Linked DNA regions of Mus musculus: region 1 is linked to region 2. A link is a contact called in public Hi-C data. All regions are on one chromosome and are shown on one strand. Each heading gives the region's core, a stretch centred on a gene start, on an enhancer-like site or on the middle of the called end of the contact. The rest is flanking DNA. Distances are from core to core; before and after follow the strand shown. Region 1 holds the start of Msl3 (MSL complex subunit 3). Region 2 has its middle 15 kb from the start of Gm39550.

Region 1 (4,562 bases), core at 189-2,688, 34 kb before region 2:
AAAACCTGGAGGACTCCCAAGATGCCTCCTTCCCTTCCCTCAGTTATATCCAGTTGGCCATTGAGTTTTATGGATTTGATTTCATAAATCTGTGATCATTCATCCATTAAATATTTATTGTGTGCTGTGAGTATACAATGACACACTGGATTAGACACCCCCAACCCCCAGGTTCAAGCAGTTTACCCTCTTAGTGGGGCCATCTTGCAAATGAACAACCCATTCTCCAGCAGAGCAAGAAAATGGTAATAAAAGGGTAAGTCGAGTTCTGGGAGGGAATACTGGACAGATACATGGTTGGTTCCTCTAGGCTCCTGCGGGACCTTTCTCTTGGAAGTGCCCAAGTGGAGGTGTGAGAGATTTGGACCTTGTACCAGGTGAAGGGAGGTGGGGGTGGGGAGACGCAAATTTCTGGAAGCAAGAACAGAGTGAGTGGCTGTGGGAAATCTGACAGTTCACTAAAAACCTCCCAGCCCATCTGCTCAACTTTCCAGCCAGGTCTTGATCTAGTAATCACACTGCCTAGTGGCTTTGCACTCAAGAAGAAACAGGCCAGCACTGCCCTCTCTGTCACTGAAGCTCTGCCCTTCAAGTCTCCTGTCTTCTGGTCGGTCATTCAGGGAGTATTTATGAACGCCCGATCTTTGCAGGCACTCTGTTAACAGCAGTCTCAATGGTGCTTCCACTCTTCAGGAGGTTTTGAGCCACTAAAGATAGACCATGGGGGAGCAATTCAGGAGTGCTGCAAGCTGACACGTAAGGTGTTAACGACCCTTTCAGGACCCATAAGCTTTGCTGTCCGCTGCTCACTGGGGCCTCCAGGCCCTACCTGCTGGTCCTCTCGGAAGGATGACCCAGTGTTCTATTAACTGCCCGGAATGTCTCCTCCCCTCGCTCAAGGCCACTGCCCTTCTCCGGCCAGCTCCAACACCGCGTCCTTCTCGCGTGGCCACACTCATCTGCGCGCAGCTCCGCCGAGGGGGCTGACGCGCGCGCGCGCGGCCAGGCAGCTCCTGGGGGCAGACGCCATCCAGCCTCCTCGGCGCCTGGTGACTACCCTAGAGCAATCCTCTCCCTAAGAGATCCCCACACTCCGGCCAGAGAGCGCACGCCCGGGGTGACAGCTCGGCACACACGTGGGCGCAGCCTGGAAACCGCGGGAATCCTAACCCATGGGGACCAGAGGGAACGGTCTGCTGGAAGACCTCGGTCGAGGGATCTTGCTCCCCGTCCGCACCCCTCTCTGAGCCCCAGAGGGGACGGGCGGGGACAAGCCCTGGCGGGGCCGCGCGCTTCCATCGCCACTGCCAAGGTCCTCGCAGTGGCGCGGGGTGGCCGGAGGAGGGGCCGAGGGCGGGGCGGTCGTAGCCTCCACCACTCCCGGGCCCCCCCGGTGGCGGAGCGCCGCCTCCCCGGCCGTCCTCCCCCACCGCGCGCACTCTGCCCGCCCCGGAGCCTCGCCCTCCGCCACGATGAGCAAATGAGCGCGAGCGAGGGCATGAAATTTCAATTCCACTCTGGGGAGAAAGTGCTGTGCTTCGAGCCTGACCCTACCAAGGCGCGAGTGCTGTACGATGCCAAGGTGCCGCCGCGGGGGGAACAGGGAGGAGATGCGGGACTGGGTTCGAGGGATGGGAGGCAAAGGGGCCAGCGGAGGACAAGTGGCCTGGAGTCCTGGACAGCCACCAGGGCGCGCCTTGGCCTGCGTGGAGCGGCCCGGGACTACAGGGGACGCTGGCGAGACGTGCTGGGCGCGCGACTTCCCTAACTAGAAAGGACCCGTGATGCTTCCGCTTCCGGCCGTGTCGCGTCGCTTACGCGCGGTTGCTAGGCCAGGGTGGCGGTTTGAGCGCTGGGCGCCAATCCCGGCGACCGGTGTAGGAGGACTGTCGCCTGAGGCCTCTGCTTTTGTAACGAATCTGTCCTTGTCCCACGCGGCTTCTCGCCACATGGGCTCAGTAGAGGACACCTTGACCAGTTTCCCCACCCACATCTTCAACCTGGTCCTCAATTATTCCCAGCTGTCAGTCCCGAACCCTGGTCAAATTTAGGATTGTAGTCCTGCTGGGGGGGAAGGGAGGGGCTCAAGGTTGCTCTGTTGCTTTCTAAAGGATTGGTGGGAGGCGAACAGAGCTAGGAAAGAATCGCATCTCGCCTGTATCCAGCTTGGTCAGCCCAGGCTGAGCTATATCTTGCGGTTGTCAGTTTTTAAGTGGAGGACTGGGCACCTAAGTGCTCCAGAGCCCAAAGAAGGTAAAAATTCAGCGCGCTGGGGGTCGGGGCGAGCATCGGTGTTTCCAGCCACCAAGGTGAAGTCCTTGGTGGCAGAGACAACTCGGAGCAGCACCAGGTGTGTTTTTAGCCATGTTTCAGCAGTGCTGTCCAGTGGAACACCCCAAGGTCTGTGCTGGATTATGTATCTTTGGTTCTTCCTGAAACCCTTAACTCTGTTTACCTCCTATTGCTATCCCTCCAGCTTGCTCTATCGCTAGGAGATGGAAGGATATACGTTTCATTTGTACCAGCTATCACCTTAGGGAATGCATGGCTATTAAGGGGAGGGGAAGGGTTGTGGAAGTCTCTGGCTAGCTAGGCAAGACACTGGACAAGGCAAGGCCCAGGTGACTACAACTCCCAGAGGTCTCAGGGCTGTTCTCTCTAGTCTGGGCCCTTCGCTAATGACAAATCTACCGACCAATGACTTCAGAAGTTTCACCCGGTCTCAAACTCAAGAGACCAATCCTGGGTTGGTTGGACGGATGTTTCCTATTTTGAGGCAACCACTCGGGCAGAAGAGGAAAAAAAATGTTGAAGAATGTTACGACCCAGCTCTCGATCTAAAGGGGGGAGGGATGAGTACTTTCTTATTTCTTTAAGAAGGGACTGTGATCTAGTTCTTTTTACCAAACTTATAGTAATTTTCGGTTTGCTGTGCCACGCGTGAGTAGTATTTCCTGGTTTCAGATCATCGATGTTATTATCGGGAAAGACGAAAAGGGCAGAAAGATTCCAGAATATCTGATACATTTTAATGGTTGGAACAGAAGGTCAGTGAACTTGTTACAGTTAGACTTAATCGCCTTTGTAGCAAGATAATTTTGTAACTTTAAGTTTTAGAAACACTTGTAGAAAAGTTTAATTTCCTGCTTCTGCTTTGTTTGGAAAGCTTGCCTGGTCTGAGGCATGATTACTTTAAAGTCTGTTATGTTTGGATGATCTATGAGTAATCTCTAGAAATCTTGGTTGCTGTAGCTGAGTTCCCTTTGTGCTTTATTGGTAACCTCTTGGTGGTTTTGAAGTTTTTTTTTATAGCTTTCTAAAATGTCAGCAAGTCTGGGGCACTTCTTCATGATGCTTTTTAGCATCCGTTTCATTTGTTTCAAAATACTGACGTTTACATCCTCTTCTTTTTCAACCAGTTGGGATAGATGGGCAGCTGAAGAACATGTGCTACACGATACAGATGAAAACCGGAGATTACAGCGCAAATTGGCCAAAAAAGCAATAGCTCGCCTGTAAGTATACAAAAACTTTAATGGAAGTGCTATATTTAGTGTGGCTTTTTTTTTTCCTGGTTTGGATTTTTTTTTTTAATGATATAAAAGTAATATGACAGATTTCAGCAATCTTACATATTTAAAATAAACGAAGCATTTCTAAAGTACTCTAAAGAATCACAGACATTTTCAGAATAACTGTTTTCCACTTGGTAGTGGGGAATCACCATTATGGTTTGTTTTTTTGTTTTTGTTTTTGTTTTGTTTGTTTGTTTTTTTTGTTTTGTTTTGTTTTTTGCTTTGTTTTGTTTTGTTTTCGAGACAGGGTTTCTCTGTGTATCTCTGGCTGTCCTGGAACTCACTTTGTAGACCAGGCTGGCCTCAAATTCAGAAATCCACCTGCCTCTGCTTCCCGAGTGCTGGGATTAAAGGTGCCACCACCACCCGGTGACACCATTATGTTTTTAAAGTTTAATCTTCTACGTATTTAAGAATTATTGCTTATTATGTCCTCTGTGGATGCCAAGTCCCTGTTTGAAGTTTTATTTTGATTTGTTTGTCATTTTCAGGAGAGGTACAGGAAAAAAGAAGAGGCGCTGTAGGTTGCCTGGTGTCGACTCTGTCTTAAAAAGCGTGCCAGTTAAAGAAAAATCTAAAAATGACGAAAACTGTGAGTGTTTTGACTTTCCTTTTCCTCCATTGACTCCATCTTCATGTCATCCTCCCGTATCTTAGGACTGAGAGAAAGAGTCATTGCAATTCTAGACAGGGAAACAAACTCATCCCGTCCAGAGGCTCTCATTTAAGACTTTTATTGACTTTAGGATGGTATGAAAGTTTCTTCTTCCACTTTCAGTATACTCTGCAATAAAATACATGTGCTATGAGTACTCCCACAAGGTTAGCTTTGTTTCCATGAGTTTCCCCAATTGTCAGCTCCTCTAAGTGCTCTGGGGACATTGAACGCAGCCAGCTATGATAATTCAGTAAGCTAGGTGATGTTCATCGGTCTAGGTGTAACTCCATCCTAAGTGAAGGGGCAGATTCGTGATATGCACTCCGTTT
Region 2 (4,436 bases), core at 613-3,112:
GACAAGAAACGAGAGCAACTGTAAGTTCCCATGAGTAAAGATTAGCAGCAAGGAACTGCTACTTTGCTCACCAACGGGTTCCCAGGGCAATGATTTATTCCTCTTTATGAAAGATGAATTGAGTGGTCATCCAAGGAATACTACCAATATTGTGCTGAGTAGAGGAAACACCACATTGGATCATTTCTGAAGGGGTCTTAGATTTGCTAGTCAGTGAGGCAAAGCAGTTCTCTCCCCCTTGGATTCCTGAGTGGAAAGGTCCAAATTGAAAACCTGTACATTAGGGGCTGGAGAGATGGCTCCACAGTTAAGAACACTTGTCCTTGCAGAAAACCCAGCTTTAGTTCCTGGCACCTACACGGTGACTAATAAGCATCTATAACTCCTGTTCTAGTAGTCTTAAAGCCTTCGTCTGTCCTCTGCAGACACCAGATACATGCAAGGACAGCATTCATACGCATAAAATAGTAATCTTAGAAAGACCCACAAACAGCAAGAAACCTGACTTTTACTGTGCTGAGATATCATATAGAAACATACCATGGTGTACTTTGGCAAAAAAAAAAAAAAAAAAAAAAAAAAAAAAAAAAAAAGCAAAACCAAATTTCCCTCTTAGGAATGAGCAAATTATTCTGGCAGACTGAGCAACAAGTAGCTAAATGACCTTACATTATATATGCCCCTTCTCAAAAGTGAACTAGCATATAAGAATCCTATCCTCATAAATGTTCCTTTCAACAAATTGTATGTACCCTCTGCTCCCGAGGCCGAGCCCAGAAGGGCCAACCATAGCAGGATGATGGCAACACCCCCCCCCTTGCTTTCAATTTGTAAACACATCTGAGAGCCGCCCTCTACTTTTGCATTATGCCAGGTTACATTACAGATCCTCTTAGTTTTCAACACTTATAACTATCTCTGCTGGTTTGCAGAATAATACAGCACATATTTTGTAAAGAAAAAGGCAGAGAAATTAAGCTATTAAAAAACTACACATTGTCCTTATAACTCCCTAGGATAGAAAGGAATGAGAAGGTAGACAGGGTAGTAAGGGATAGAAGTGGGGAGGGGTAGTGTATATGTTCACAGATTTGAAAAAGAAATAAAATGAAAGCAAACAAACAAACATACATCAAGGTTGGGCTTGATGGTGCATGCCTTTAATCCCGGTACTAGGGTGGCCAGGATGTAAACACCTCTATTAGTTCAAGGCTATCCTGGCCTACATAAGTAATTCTGGGTCAGACAGTACTACATGGTAATACCTTAGCTCAAATCATCCCTAATAACAATGATAACCAATAATAAATAAATAAAGTTTGTATTACTGAAGTAAATTCTTTTTTGCTTCCAGAAGTCACTCTTAAAGGAATATCTGATGGTAGTTTCTTTGCTCTTGAGTTTTGGGGAGTGAGGCTCTAGATTTTTAAACATCAGATATATTTTGTGCACTTGAGGGAGTATTTATTTTTATTTAAAGTCTACATTTATTTATTGTATGTATGCACATGTACACACAAACACACACCACTGCAGATGTGAGGTCAAAGGACAACTTTCTGACATCTGTTCTCTTCTTTCAGGGCTTGGTTCCTTATTTCCTGCAGAGCCATGTCGCTGGCCCTCTGGAGGGGAATTTTATAAAGAGATTTCAGATGTTGCTCTTCTTTCAGTGATGATCAAAGGGCTAACAATCCACTTTTTTTCTGCAGCACTCTGGCTTTTCTGAGAATAGCACTCTTGTCTTTTTTGGTTGTTAGCCTAGCATTTAATGGCTGAGCTACCTCTCTAGCCCAGAACAGAACTCTTCAAAGCCCATTTTCTCTTTGCAGGCGTCTGCCTCCACTTTCGGTTTTGATTTGCCAGTAGGGGGCAGTAGGGAAGGAAGGCGGGACAGGAGGCGGGGGCTCATCATGATCTGCTTGCTTGCTTGTGCTGTCTCTGGCGATTACAGTCGCCAATTTTTAACACTTCCTGGACTATCTCCTTAGTAGGCACGAAAAAGCAGCAATAACTCCTCCTCCTCTAATATGAGTCTGGGGCTTGAGTCTCTCTCCTCAACTCCTGGTCTAGCAGCTGGCCCGCACGCCCTCTCCATAGGCTTAACAGGAAGAACTGGTTTGCAAGCCAGATTGCTTTCTGCACACATTTTCATTCAGCCTTCTTTCAAAAACTCCTGTATTAACTACCCGTAGTCTTTACTGATTTTGACGCTGACTCAGGAATGCCTCCTCTTTAAATACTAGGTCCACACAGGTTGTGCCAGAATCATTCTGCGGACACGACCTCTAGAAATTCTGTTTCTGTTTAAGCTTTCTAAAACGAACTGCAAAACTTTTAATGTTTTTATTTCCCTACTTCCGAGAGAGTTGGCTTGGGATCATTCAGAAGCTAAAAGTTTGAAGCAGATCGACTTTGAAATCCAGACCCTTGGTCCTTTTTGAAGTTTTATGATTTTTTTTTTCAGTTCCCTGGAAGATTATGGGATTTCGAAAATCCTTTACTTCTCACTGCTGGGAGTACAGGTTGGGCGGTCATCCCCAGCCTTTTGTTATGTCTTTTCTTTCCCTCAAGAAATTAGCTCTTGGGTTTACAAATAATACTACACTTTTCTGTTTTCTAACATTTATTTTTATGCTTTAATTATTCCCTTCATCCTACTGAGACACATTTTTCTAAAGATGCAAAGATAATTAATATCCTTTTAGGTAACCATTCTCTCTTTCTCTTAAAATAACAGGCATCCAGTGTTGCGATTCAAAAATACAAAGGCAAACTAAAAGGCAGACATATCAAAGCACAAATAAAAAGAGAGTCAAAGCCATCCATTATCCAATTGCTATAGCTGGCCACTGGAATCTGGCACATTTCCTTATAGTGTCCAATTTCGAAAGCAAATTAAAATTAAGTTCTCAGCTGTAAAAATTTATTACATAAAATTTACCAGATTAACTTTTTCCTTTTTTAATTTTTAGATCTAAATACTTTACTTTCTATGTATGAATGTTTTGCCTGCATGCTAGCTTGATTCCCTGGAATTAGACATGATTGTGAACCTCATGCAGGTGAGGAGAATCCCAGGTCCTCTGCATGTTTATTTGTTTTGTATAAGATAGAGTCTCAAGAACCCTATGCTGACCTTGAACTTATTACATATTGGAAAATGACTTTGAACTTCTGATTTTCTTGATTCTCCCTTGAAGGTGAATTAAAGGTCTGCCTCATCATGCCTGGCTTCCCATTATCATTTGTTTTTTCTTTTTTGTTTTTTTTTAATTATTACTGTGTGTATGTGGGGGCAGGAAGGGGTACAAACCATAAGGCCTGTGTGTTGATCAGAGGACAACTTGGCAATGGTGCTGGGTCTCTCCTTCCACTGAGTGTGACTTCTAAGAAACAAATGGAAGTTATCAGGCTCGCATCTCTGCAAGTGTCTTTACCCAGTGAGCCATCTAACTGGCCTCCCCAATTAGCATTTTAAGTGTATAGTTAAATATATGGAGCAAATCATTAGAACTTTTCCCTCTAGAACATCTCAAAGTTTTTTCATAGAAACAAAACCTTTTAATTTTCTACACTTCCCAGCATTTGTCAAACACTAGTGTACTTTATCTCTATCAATGTGGCTATACTGTGGACCTCCAATAAGTGGAACTCTGCAGCATTTGTCTTTCTGTGTCTCAATTATTTCTCTTAGCATAATGTATTTAAGAGTATTTATGCTGTAGCATGTGTTGGAATTTCTTCCTCTCTTAAAAGGAACAAAATACCGATGAAAGGAGTTCAGAGATAAAGTTTGGAGCTAAGAGGAAAGGATGCACTATCCAGAGACTACCCCACCGGGAGATCCATCCCATAATCAGCCACCAAACCCAGACACTATTACATATGCCAGCAAGTTTTTGATGAAGTGACCCTGGTATATCTGTCTCTTGTGAGGCTATGCCAGTGCCTGGCAAATACTGAAGTGGATGCTCACAGTCATCTATTGGATGGAACACAGGGCCCCCAATGGAGAAGCTAGAGAAAGTATCCAAGGAGCTAAAGGGGTCTGCAACCCTATAGGTGGAACAACAATATGAACTGATCAGTACCCCCAGAGCTCATGTCTCTAGCTGCATATGTAGCAGAAGATGGTCTAGTCGGCCATCATTGGAAAGAGAGGCCCCTTGGTATTGTAAACTTTATATGTCCCAGTACAGGGGAATGCCAGGGCCAAGAAGCGGGAGTGGGTGGGTAGTGGAGCAGGGTGGGGGGAGGATATAGGGAACTTTCAGGAAAGCATTTGAAATTTGAAATGTATATAAAGAAAATATCTAATAAAAAATTGTGAAAAAAAAAGGAAGACCATATTGTTTTTCACTTACTTGCCGGTTGATATTTAGGTTGTTTCTGCTTTTTGGCTATTATTATTAAGAGAAATACTGCAATAAACA

The links. A called contact is a pair of places that touch in the nucleus more often than the background predicts.
Region 1: a contact with region 2 is called in a Hi-C map of Th1 cells, with 3 times the contacts expected there. The contact joins the promoter of Msl3 here to the enhancer-like site in region 2. A contact is called at or near these places in 1 of 39 promoter capture datasets (macrophages), 9 of 484 Hi-C or Micro-C datasets (CD4 T cells, CD8 T cells, Th1 cells and 4 more), 4 of 115 datasets of contacts at active chromatin or transcription factors (the SCID.adh cell line, effector CD8 T cells, embryonic stem cells and 1 more) and 2 of 9 other capture datasets (adipose tissue and liver).

The regions. Positions count from the first base shown.
Region 1 is chrX:168,670,748-168,675,309 of GRCm38.p6, reverse strand. It overlaps Msl3 (MSL complex subunit 3), which reads left to right and starts at 1,438. Exons shown (of 13, transcript NM_001370791.1): 1 at 1,438-1,582; 2 at 2,965-3,047; 3 at 3,420-3,515; 4 at 4,067-4,167. The coding sequence starts at 1,481.
Region 2 is chrX:168,637,322-168,641,757 of GRCm38.p6, reverse strand. No RefSeq gene overlaps it. Among named protein-coding and RNA genes, the nearest start is that of Gm39550, 15 kb to the right of the region's middle. Within about 2 kb of position 1,862, at least 82 of the 459 cell types and tissues checked have an H3K27ac peak or open chromatin away from gene starts, as enhancers often do. A contact at or near this core is called in CD8 T cells, the SCID.adh cell line, Th1 cells and 5 more, where this site is marked.